Regions from separate parts of the Gossypium arboreum genome. Here region 2 is linked to region 1. Evidence: chromatin contacts called from public Hi-C data. All regions are on one chromosome and are shown on one strand. The core of a region is the stretch at or near the end of the contact, and the rest is flanking DNA. Distances in the headings are between cores, read along the strand shown.

What was found. Hi-C and Micro-C count contacts between places; a contact is called where the count stands out from the background.
Region 2: a contact with region 1 is called in a Hi-C map of leaf, with 2.5 times the contacts expected there. The contact joins the enhancer-like site here to the promoter of LOC108488625 in region 1. A contact is called at or near these places in 2 of 5 Hi-C or Micro-C datasets (both in leaf).

The regions. Positions count from the first base shown.
Region 1 is chr10:36,074,645-36,079,839 of ASM2569848v2, forward strand. It overlaps LOC108488625 (protein JINGUBANG-like), which reads right to left and starts at 1,999. Exons shown (of 2, transcript XM_017792915.2): 1 at 1,228-1,999; 2 at 1-52. The coding sequence starts at 1,974.
Region 2 is chr10:36,107,254-36,112,495 of ASM2569848v2, forward strand. All of the region lies in intron 2 of LOC108487453 (disease resistance protein SUMM2-like), which reads right to left. Among protein-coding and RNA genes, the nearest start is that of LOC108487453, 8.8 kb to the right of the region's middle. Within about 2 kb of position 2,453, at least 2 of the 2 cell types and tissues checked have an H3K27ac peak or open chromatin away from gene starts, as enhancers often do. A contact at or near this core is called in leaf, where this site is marked.

The sequences.
Region 1 (5,195 bases), core at 749-3,248:
TGTTATCTGATATATTGATTGCCAGTGATGTTATTGGCCCCATATGCCTCGTCTGCAAACCAATTGATCAATGTCTGTCAAATTTGTAATAAAATCATATACAAAGTATACCTAAATTATGTAAAAATCACAAATGCTATAAACAGTAAAGGGAGGGAGCAAAATATCAATTTCTGGAACCGTTCATACATTAATTACTCATGCAACTGTAATTTCCTTATTTAAGAACTCACCATATCCATCTTTGAACATAAGTGTCAAACACGAATAATTAAAAAGAAAATAAAAAATCGAAGCAAGCATAGATTGAAACTTGAAAGCTAGCTGATTTTCTTTTCAATCTTCCCAACCATATCTCTCTGTGAACATTTATATAGTGAGAGAATTGTCAACGATGTCTGTTTTTGCAGTATAAATTAGTTGGTGACTACAATTTTCATCAGTGAAATGCCCTAACCTAATATTACTTGCTATAATAACTTAACCAAATTTTCAGAAAGTTAGTGCAATTTAAGGTCATAAAGAAGATAACCAATATCTATAGACAATAAATTGTGTGTCAAAGGTGTGAACTGTGACATGATATCCCCTCCCCCTTCGCCCTTCTTTTTCCATATCATTCTTCCTTTTCTCGGTCAATCAAAGTTCCTAACAACGTTCACATATAAGATCAATGAGCACTCTTTTCCAATTCATTATTCAATTTTATGCAGTATGCCCATCACATTACATGTTTATAGGAAGAAAAGAAACTTTAGATTGGAAATTTCAGTGCATCACATTTAATGCAGAAAGCTTGATATTTCTAAAATCAACTTAGGCAGATAGTAGTTGAGAGTTGAATTTAAAGGGACCCCATTTACTTTCTCTGCTCCCCCATATGCATGCTAAGCATTCACTCTCCCTATCATAAAGAACCCTTCATGTTCATTATTAGCCATGTTCCCCATTTTCAACCAAAACTCACCGGTCAGTTACCCCCACAACAATTCTACTTTAGTAGAATTCGAATGCATCTTGGACACGGGTATGGCTCTTACACGAATATATTCGAATTTTATAAGATTTCTATGTGCTTGGAGGGTCTCTGAAGGCTCAAATCCATTCCCAAAGTATTACACAAACGTGTTCGACGTCAGAGTAAAAGCAACTTAGCTTAAAATTGCTAAAACAAATAAATATCATAAATGCATAGAGCAAGATGAACAGCTAGCTTTAGGACATTACCATTTTATCTTTACTGGAAATGTAGCTCCGGACATAGCCACTGGTCCGGGGTATTGTTGCCAACTTGATATGCTTCAGTGTACCATCCCATGTTCTTCGCCACACCCGAATCTTGGTATCACCATAGGCTGCAAAAACCCTTTCATGGGATACCGCAAGAGCAACAACCGTGGATGCTTTAGTCTTTAACACTCCACACTCTGAAAACTCAGGCAACTTCCAAATACGTATCAAGTTTGTATCGGAGCCAGTGTAAATGATCCCATTCGAGATAGCTATGGATAAAATCTGGCCATCTTTTTTAAGGACCGAAGATAGGCATTTATAGGAAGCATCAAGGCTGATGGTGTGGTTTGAAGGATTGGGGTTGAAAGTGCGGAGAGGTGAGGATAAAGGAGAAGTGTGCAGAGAAGGAGTGCTGTAACGAGGTGGGGAGCAATGGAAACCATTGAAAGAGGCTTCTTTGGTGGAGAGGCTTCTCAAGAAGCATTGACCTGTGGCGTCTCTTAGTGCAAAAGAGTGGTTTGGGGGAGAGTTTGAAGGGTCTAATGAGGCCATCTTTTTGTGATGAGTTGTTTCTCTTATTGCAAAAGATGAGCAGTTCGGAGGTGAGTTGGGGAGTCCATTGAGGCCTTCTCTCTCTCTCCAGTGCAATGCAATTGAAAGAGCTTTGTAAATGATTTCTGTTGTGTGGACCTTATGGCTGTCTAAATGCAAAGAAAATACATTTAGTAGCGGTGATTTCATGATGTGAAAGAATGGTCATCAAATCTGTCGCAAAAACAAATGCTAGTACTGTCTCGAACATGTAGGCAATGTTACATATTATATTGTATTAATGACATTTCCAACTAAACTTCTGGAAAACATAAATCATACAGATTTTTCCTTAAATAATATAAGACTTCTATTCAAATTCTACAAACCCTTAAATTCGAAAAAATATATAATTAAACACACTTAAATAGAGGTATACATGGGCTGGGCTATCCGACCCGGCCCGAAGGCCAGCCCGAAATGTAGGAGGGTTTGGGTAAAAATATAAGCCCGAAAAATGGGCTTGGATAAAAAAATAAGACCCGTTTAAAAAATGGGCCAGGCCTCGGGTAAGGTATTTTTAGCTCGGGCCCGGCCCCAGCCCGAATTCACTAAAGGACAAAAAAATCTGCATATTTTTTTTATTTTTGAATGTTATTTTCTTGTTGTTTTCTCCATATTTTGCTACCATTTTACTATTATGTTGCTATTATTTTGTTGTTATTGTTTGGATATTGTATAAAATTTATTTTATTATTAATTTTCTTATTATTTTAAAGGCATTTGTTAAATTTTTATTATTTTAGAAGCATTTTCTTGTTAAGTTGCATTTATCTTAGTGTTATTTAAGTCTACATATTTTTCAAAATTTATTTTCAATTTGTTGGGAAATTTTTATTTTGATATTTTTAGTATTTTTGATGTATTATATATATTTAAAAATAATATAAAATAATATAAAAAATTAATACGGCCGGGCCGGGCCGGGCTCAGGTTTTAGTATTTTTATCCAGGTCGGGCTTGGGCAAAATTTTAAGCCCATTTTTTGGGCCCGGCTCTAGCCCAATAAATGGGTATGATTTTTTAGTTGAGCCCGGCCCGAACCCGGCCCATGAACACCTCTACACTTAAATTCATAATATTTTTTTGTCACAATAACATTTATGCTGTTTAATAAAACCCAATAAATTATTTCCTAGAGTTTCTTAAAAAAAAACTAATATATGAGTTTCATCTACAGTATGTTGAGTTTTGATAAAGATGGTGGAGTTGGATGATCTTGATACTAAAATTGTGATTTATAAATGTAATATTGGTCATAAAACTTGGAAGAGAATCGGTCCAGAAAAATTTAGGAGTAAGCTTAGGGTTGATCCTAGTATTAGAGGCGGATATAGGGGGCTGGCAGGGGCCTGGTGTAACAGCCCGTTTTTAGTCAAATCGGAACTGTGGTTTCGGGACCACAAATTTGAAGTCAAAATATTTATTTTATTATTATTATTTTAATGTCTACAACATGATAATAAGTTTGCGTGGAAATTTCGTTAAGAAATTTTATTCTTTGAATGCTCAATTCGGTAAAAAGGACTAAATCACGTAAGGTGCAAAATTAAGGTTCTATAAGTTAAAGGTGTTAAATAGTTAAGGAATTTTAAATTAGAGGTCCTTATGTCGTAAATAGACCATTTGAATTATAAGTGGACATAGATAGACATCATTTGGATGATATTAATGGTTTTTCATTAAGGTTAAAATAGTAATTAGCATAATAAACTTAAAATAAATAAAACAAAAAGCAAAGTTAGTGTCCATCTTCTTATTTGTTGTGAATTGAAGGGAAGAAAGGAAAAATTTTAGGGTTCTTCATTCGGCTAAGACAAATTCCTGCAATTAGATCAAGAAAAGTGAAATTCGGATCTAGATCGAGGGAAAACTAAAGTTATCGACTAATTGGCCTGTTTCGTCGTTTTTACATCCGATGTAAGTTCGTATATTATAAGTTTTGATACAAATGTATTTCATATGCTTTGATATTGCATAAATTGTGAATACAAGAATATGGATATGATCGATAGTGATTTGATGATGATTTAACATTCAAAACCCTAGTTGGACCTTAGGAATAGCTTAGGATACTAGTGACATGTCATTAGAGGATACATCGAGTTGGCTTCGGGCCATGATATTAGCACTTCGGGTGCGAGTTATACCGATTTGGCTTCGGGCCATGATATCAATATTTCAGATATAAGCTACCATGATTTGGCTTCGAGCCATGGTATAGGTACTTAGTGTGCGAGACTCTTGAGTATCCGACTTCTATTCCAAATGGTTCATCAGGTAAATGAAAGATGTGATTGAGTATGAGAATGATATGAGATGGTACAGGTACGTACGTGACATTTATAAGCTTTGGTGTGAAGAAACTTGTAAAGAATGTGATTAATATCATAATTGCGTATATGAAAGATTTGTTAGCTAATATATGCTAAATGTTGATATATTCAAATTGTTGATTTATAATCTTGAGATTGAATTAAGTTTATGGTATACGAGCTTACTAAGCTTTATAGCTTACTTTGTTTATTTTCCCATGTTTTATAGTGTTATCAAGCTAGCTCGGATTCGGGGATCGTCGGAGATTGCTTCACACTATCCATCTATCACTTGATACCTATGAATTTTGGTATTTTGAGTATATGGCATGTATAGGGACTTGGTCTTTTGGTATATGTATTTTGGCCAATTGTGTTGGCTTGTAAATATTAGGTTTGGTTTATATATACATAGCCATGTAAGTTGGCTTATAATGGTGATTTAATGATGTATAAAAGTGTGCAAATGACCTTTATTTAAGTTTAGTAATTGCCTTATAAATGCTAGTTATGATAGTATTTGATGCTTGTTGAAAATGGATATGTTGAATATCAAATGGATGATGAATTTATAATTAGTATGCTTATGAGTTTAGGTAATTTGATGCATGTTTGAAAATGACTATATTGATGAATGAAAAGGGTAAAATTTGGTATGTATTTGAATTGCATATTGTGATATGGTGAGTCTTGTATTTGTTGGTATTGAAATGGAATAAATGATGCTTGGTTGAAGTTGATTGATTGCTTATTTATGCCTTGTGTTGGTACCAATTGGTTTGGTGTAGGTGTGTACAAGTTTGGGTGGAAAATTGGCTTAGTAAATAGCCTATGTCTGTCCACATGGGCAGAGACACAGGCGTGTGTCTCAGCTATGTGTAACACACGGTTATGTTACACGGCAATGTGTCCCCTACTGTTGAATTTGAAACCAAGTTAGTATGCTCCACATGGCCTCACACACGGGCGTGTGACTTGGTCGTGTGGCATAAGTTAGTATACCCTACAGGTTTGGCACGGTCTAGCACATGGCTTGGCACACGGGCGTGTATGGCC
Region 2 (5,242 bases), core at 1,203-3,702, 33 kb after region 1:
AATAGCCTTGATTTAGGGTATCAAGTACCACAAGAAGACTCAAAAACAGTTAAACAACGATGGATCTGATAAAATAAAAGTAAGCACCACAAACTCAATTATTTAGAAGGATACCGACCTAAAGATGTAGCCCTTTGTAGCTCTGAAATAAAATACATAAAATATCTATGCCATGCTCAATTATTTAGCTGGGTGATGCACCAAAAAGTGCAGTTTTTGCTTCTTCCATTTTGTTGCAACTGATCTAGCATCAAGGCCAAGGTTGCTGAAGTTAATGATTCAGCTGAGGGTGAAGGTTGCTGAAACGCCCTTGGGCTCCTTCTGGCCAATCCTGTTGCTCCCACCAAGCTTCAGCGCATTGAATTTCTGTCAGTTTGGAAGCATTTGGCAAGATATGTGGAAGGCTTTTTAGATCTTCACATTCCTTGACCAGTATTGTCTCCAAAGAAGGCCATTCTAACGAGGCATCACAGATTGAAGATAAGCTTGTCAAGCCACATAGTTGGAAATTCTTCAAACTTGTAAAGGACGTTGATGCAACTGGACCTTCGGCTTCAATCTCTCTACAGTCCTCAACTTGAAGATTTGTTTCAATAATCTCTTGAATCCCTCTACAGTCCTCAACTTGAAGATTTTTTAGCTGCGAGAGTTGACGAACCATCTCAAGCTTGAAAAGTATTGTTATACTATCACATTCTTTTAATGTCAGAGTAGTGAGCGCCTTAAAGCTCTCCGATGATATCTCTCCCTGCCAGATACTCTCCAATTTTGGTAGCTTCCTTACATGCAGCTCTTCCAGGCATTCGAATGCTATTGCCAAGCTCTTTTCAATACCAGATGCTGAAATTGAATTTCCTGTAAGATTGGCGTCACCGGTTATGATGCTCTTCATTTCAGTACATTCTTCAACCGTGAAAACCTTCAGCTTCTTCAGCTCTTTGAATGCATCAGCAGGAAGGTTGTCTGTTAAGTTGCAAGCTGTGGTGTGACCAATCAGCTCAAATGAAATTGCTCGTTTAAGCACCTCAAAAACAGCCTCCGGGAATCCGTTTCCTCCAGAAAACTTGAGATTCTCTTCAGCTGAGAATTCAAAGACTGTAGACGCCGAACTATCGTCTTGACCAATAGAGATATTGAAAGATCTGAATTTTTTGTCATTTGATTTTTTGTCATTTGATTTTTCGTCATTTGCATTCCATGATTTACTGTTCCGGGTGAACCATACAAAAGACTTCATGTTGGTGAAGTAGAACTGAAGATGCGTCAGTTCTTTCAGCTCCGTGATTTCACTTCCAATTACATCAGCGTTTTCTTGCCAGGTTTTGTCAATAGGGCTGACATGAATACTCGACTCTTCTAGCTTAGAAAGCTTTTCAATAACTTTACAAGGAATTATCTTTCCTTTAGTGTTTTCTCTTTTGCAGTTGAGACACTTAACGCCCATACTACTTTCTGCTGTGGCCTGGTTTTGCTGGGCAGCTTCTTTGAATATAATTCTTAAACATTTTAGATTTCCCAATTGTCCAATCTCACTTGGCAAAGAATAGATCCCAGCATGATGTACAACAAGGATTTGGAGATTTTTGAGAGCCCTTATCTCCCGAGGAAGCTGTACTAACAGATGGCAGTTGTATAGGAAGAGCCCTTTGAGATGTCTTAATCTGGTTATGGATGAAGGAAGTTCTCTGATTTTTGTTTCCTGTAAGCCCAGAAGTTTAAGGTCACGCATGCGTGCAAAGAATTGCTCCGGTAAGTGGCTGGTGTTATTTTCATGAAGTAACAGTGTTACCATCCCTCTACATTCTGGCTTTTTTGGCAGCAAGGACAGGTCCGTACGAGCGAATAGGACTCTATTTCCATGTATCCATTCAAGTTCTTTAATACTTTTACCATTTTCAACAAAGACACGTTCACTTTTTTCTTCATTTGCGATCTTCAATGCTGCCTTCTGGAACCACAAAAACATCTTGAAGTGTTCCGACGTTTCTCCTTTTTGCAGCAGAAATTTGTCCACAAAATCATCCAGTATGGTATACCCTCTATCACGTGCTTCACACAGCCTTTCAGGTTCCAAAAACTGCTCTGTTGACCAGCACTCAATTATATGATCTCCATTGATATTTTCATCTAGAGGGAAAATTGCCCAGTAAAGTAAACAATCCTTATACTCATCAGTAGGAAGCTCCTTATAAACAATTTTGAGGAAGTTGTAATATTCTTGAAATTCCTCCCATCCTTGCATATTAGGACATTGCAGTTGACGCTTCACATCCCGCCACCGTTTAGGGTCGTCCTTTCCTCGTAGACATCTGCCTATTAAATTGAGTATAGGCGGCATGCCACCACACAATCCAATAATTTTTTTTGCATCTGGTCCTTTCATCCTTTCCGAACCCACTGCTTTCCAGAAGAGCATTGTTGCGTCCTCCGGGGACAACGGCTTAAGTGTCATATCGATATCAGTGTGACCAGTATATTTGTCTCTGCATGCGAACACTATTCTTCCATATTCATGGTCAGAATGAATCCCAACTTCCTTGAGATTAACCTCCGACAAAACGTCATCAAGAAACAACAAATATTTTTTTGTCCGTAGCTCCTCAGATATCACAGTTTCTCTTTCTCGATGATGGGTGTCTTCATTCCTTCCTTTGCCTAAAAGATCCCAAATATTTTTTTGTTTGCTTTCTGTTGTTTCAGTGGCAGACAGATAAAAGATGTGGTCAAACCCAAAATCACAAGATTTTTTTACTATGTCACGCACAGTTTTCATCAATGTTGTTTTCCCTATCCCAGCGGGTCCCATTATGCAAATTCTCTTCGATCTACTATCTTTTAACCATCCTAGCAGTTCTTCCACTTTCTCTTTGAGTGATGAATGCATAACTATTGTTTCTTGATTTTCCCACACGCACTTGTGATTTTGACGTTGACGAGTTGGTGTTGGCATTCTGCGTATGTTTCTCAGCTCATTGTACTCTCTCAGCTCATTGTACAGAGAAGTTGCCTCATTTGTGTTCTTCACAATACTTTTTCCAAGCTTATACAAGTGACGAAATGGACATAATCCGCACAAGTATGTGACAGGTTGTTTCTCCACTCTTCCAATTTCGTCTATTCTTGTCGCCACATTTCGAAGCAAGGTATTCAATTCATCCGACCTGCGTGAACTATCAGTATCGCTTTCAATATCCCGCTTTTTATCAACCAGCATTTTTTTGGCCTCCTTAAGCTTATTCCGATTACTATTGATATCCTTTACATATGCATAATTGCGCAATAACCAGTTGCAGCTGCAGCTTAGACAAATTTTTACTACCTCTATAATTGCTCTGTTAGAAAAAAAAATAGTAGAAATGGATTAACACCCTCTTTTGACAAGTTGTTACTACCTCTGTAATTAATCTATTAGAAAAATGGAATAACATTTGTGGCATGAAATTACTTTCTAAGCTTTATTTCTCCCAAATTGCACAATGCTGAATCATTCATTTAACTAAATTATTTAGATCATGGAATTAAAATTTTATTTTGATTATAAATTCTCTATATAATATCATCACTATCTAACTTTTCTAATGGTTAATGTATATTCTTTTAAATGAAAGCTATAACTTTATCAAATTTAGATATTATTTTATAGTATAATTGTTAGAGTTGTATGACCCAGATCTTTATTAAATAAAATAAAATATGATCTAGATCCTTATTAAAAAAATAAAATATGGTAACAAAACAAGGGGATCTTTATAGGGCTTAAGGTCAAGACCGTATAGAACTACACTTCTTCTATTTGACATTAATTAGAATAAGGTTTTTCAACATTTAAATAGATGTATGTAGTCTAAACTCCTCTTCTATCATTCGCTTTTCAATATTAGGGTGCGTTTGTTTGCCTGTATATGATTTTCCGGAAAATATTTTTCTCATTTTACACTGTTTGGTTGCTTGAAAATATTTTACACGGTAAAACATTTTCAGAAACACGGGTAAAATGGGATGCTTTTGGGGAAAATGACTTACGATTTTTTTCCAGTAAGACATTTTCTAAAAGCTCCCCTTGGTCGCTTTCATCGTCTTGCATATTCCTTCTTCTTCATCTGTCCAGGTACTTTCTCCTCCTAGTTCTTATGTCTTATTCTTTAATAAATATTTCATTTTTTTCCTTAGCTTTTCCATATCTTCTCTTCTTAGGGCTGCTTTTTTCATTCCCCCTTTGTGCCGTTCTTCATCTTCTTGCTTCTTCTTCGTCAAGGTATTTAACATCTTCATTCCTCCTGCTTCTTATTATATGCTTCTTGTTTGATTCAACTATTTCTTAACAAAATACTTGTGGAAAATCAATTGATTTTCAACCCATTCCTAGAAATTTTCTAGATCTTATCGATTTAGGAGCAGAGAGAAATTATTAGCATGTTTTAACGGAAAATTTACACGATTTTAATCCACTCAAGAGGTAACAACGTTAGTACTAAATTCTTTGCTTTCACTAAGGGATTGCATTATTCTTTCGTGCTTTCAAGGATAAATCCCTCTTTTTCCCGTTTCTTTCTCTTTTCCCGATTAACACCTCTAAATCCTTCTCTAGCCCAACACCCACCGACCACCACCATCATCGTTAACAACTCCGGTCACCACTGACCCATCATCGTTCACCAATCACCATTGTTGCTTCTTGACTGCCAACCCGAAGGTAACACCACCAATGGTGGATTTTCTTTCTTTCAACTGTTTGTTTTTAAAGCTCTGCCTTTGAAAAAAAATGGGTTTTTGAAGCAATGAGATTGGTTGAAAATGCATTTGAAAATGTAGGTTTCCATTTGTCTCTTAAATCTGAAGAATTTAACTGATTTAGTTAACTGATCCTACATTTTAATCATTTATCCATTTATAAATCAACTATAATACTGCATTTTACCTTTTGCTTTTGCTTTTGCTTTATAGTAGTTTCCGTTTCATATAGTAGTAGTATCAACCAAATGGAATCTAAATGTTTATATGAAAGGAATCAATTAGATGAGTAAAGAATGTTATAGTGAGAAATTATGTCAAAACAACATACTAGTTAAGTCATGTTCTTTAGAGTTGCACTTTAATTTATATGTCTCCACTGCTTTGAAAAATCTTCCTTATTTGATGTCTTGAATTTCTTACTCTCTTGATCAAGATGGTGGAGATGAATTCACTCTTTTTTCCATATAGATGTTACTATGCTAGTATATCTTACGAGAGAGATCTAATA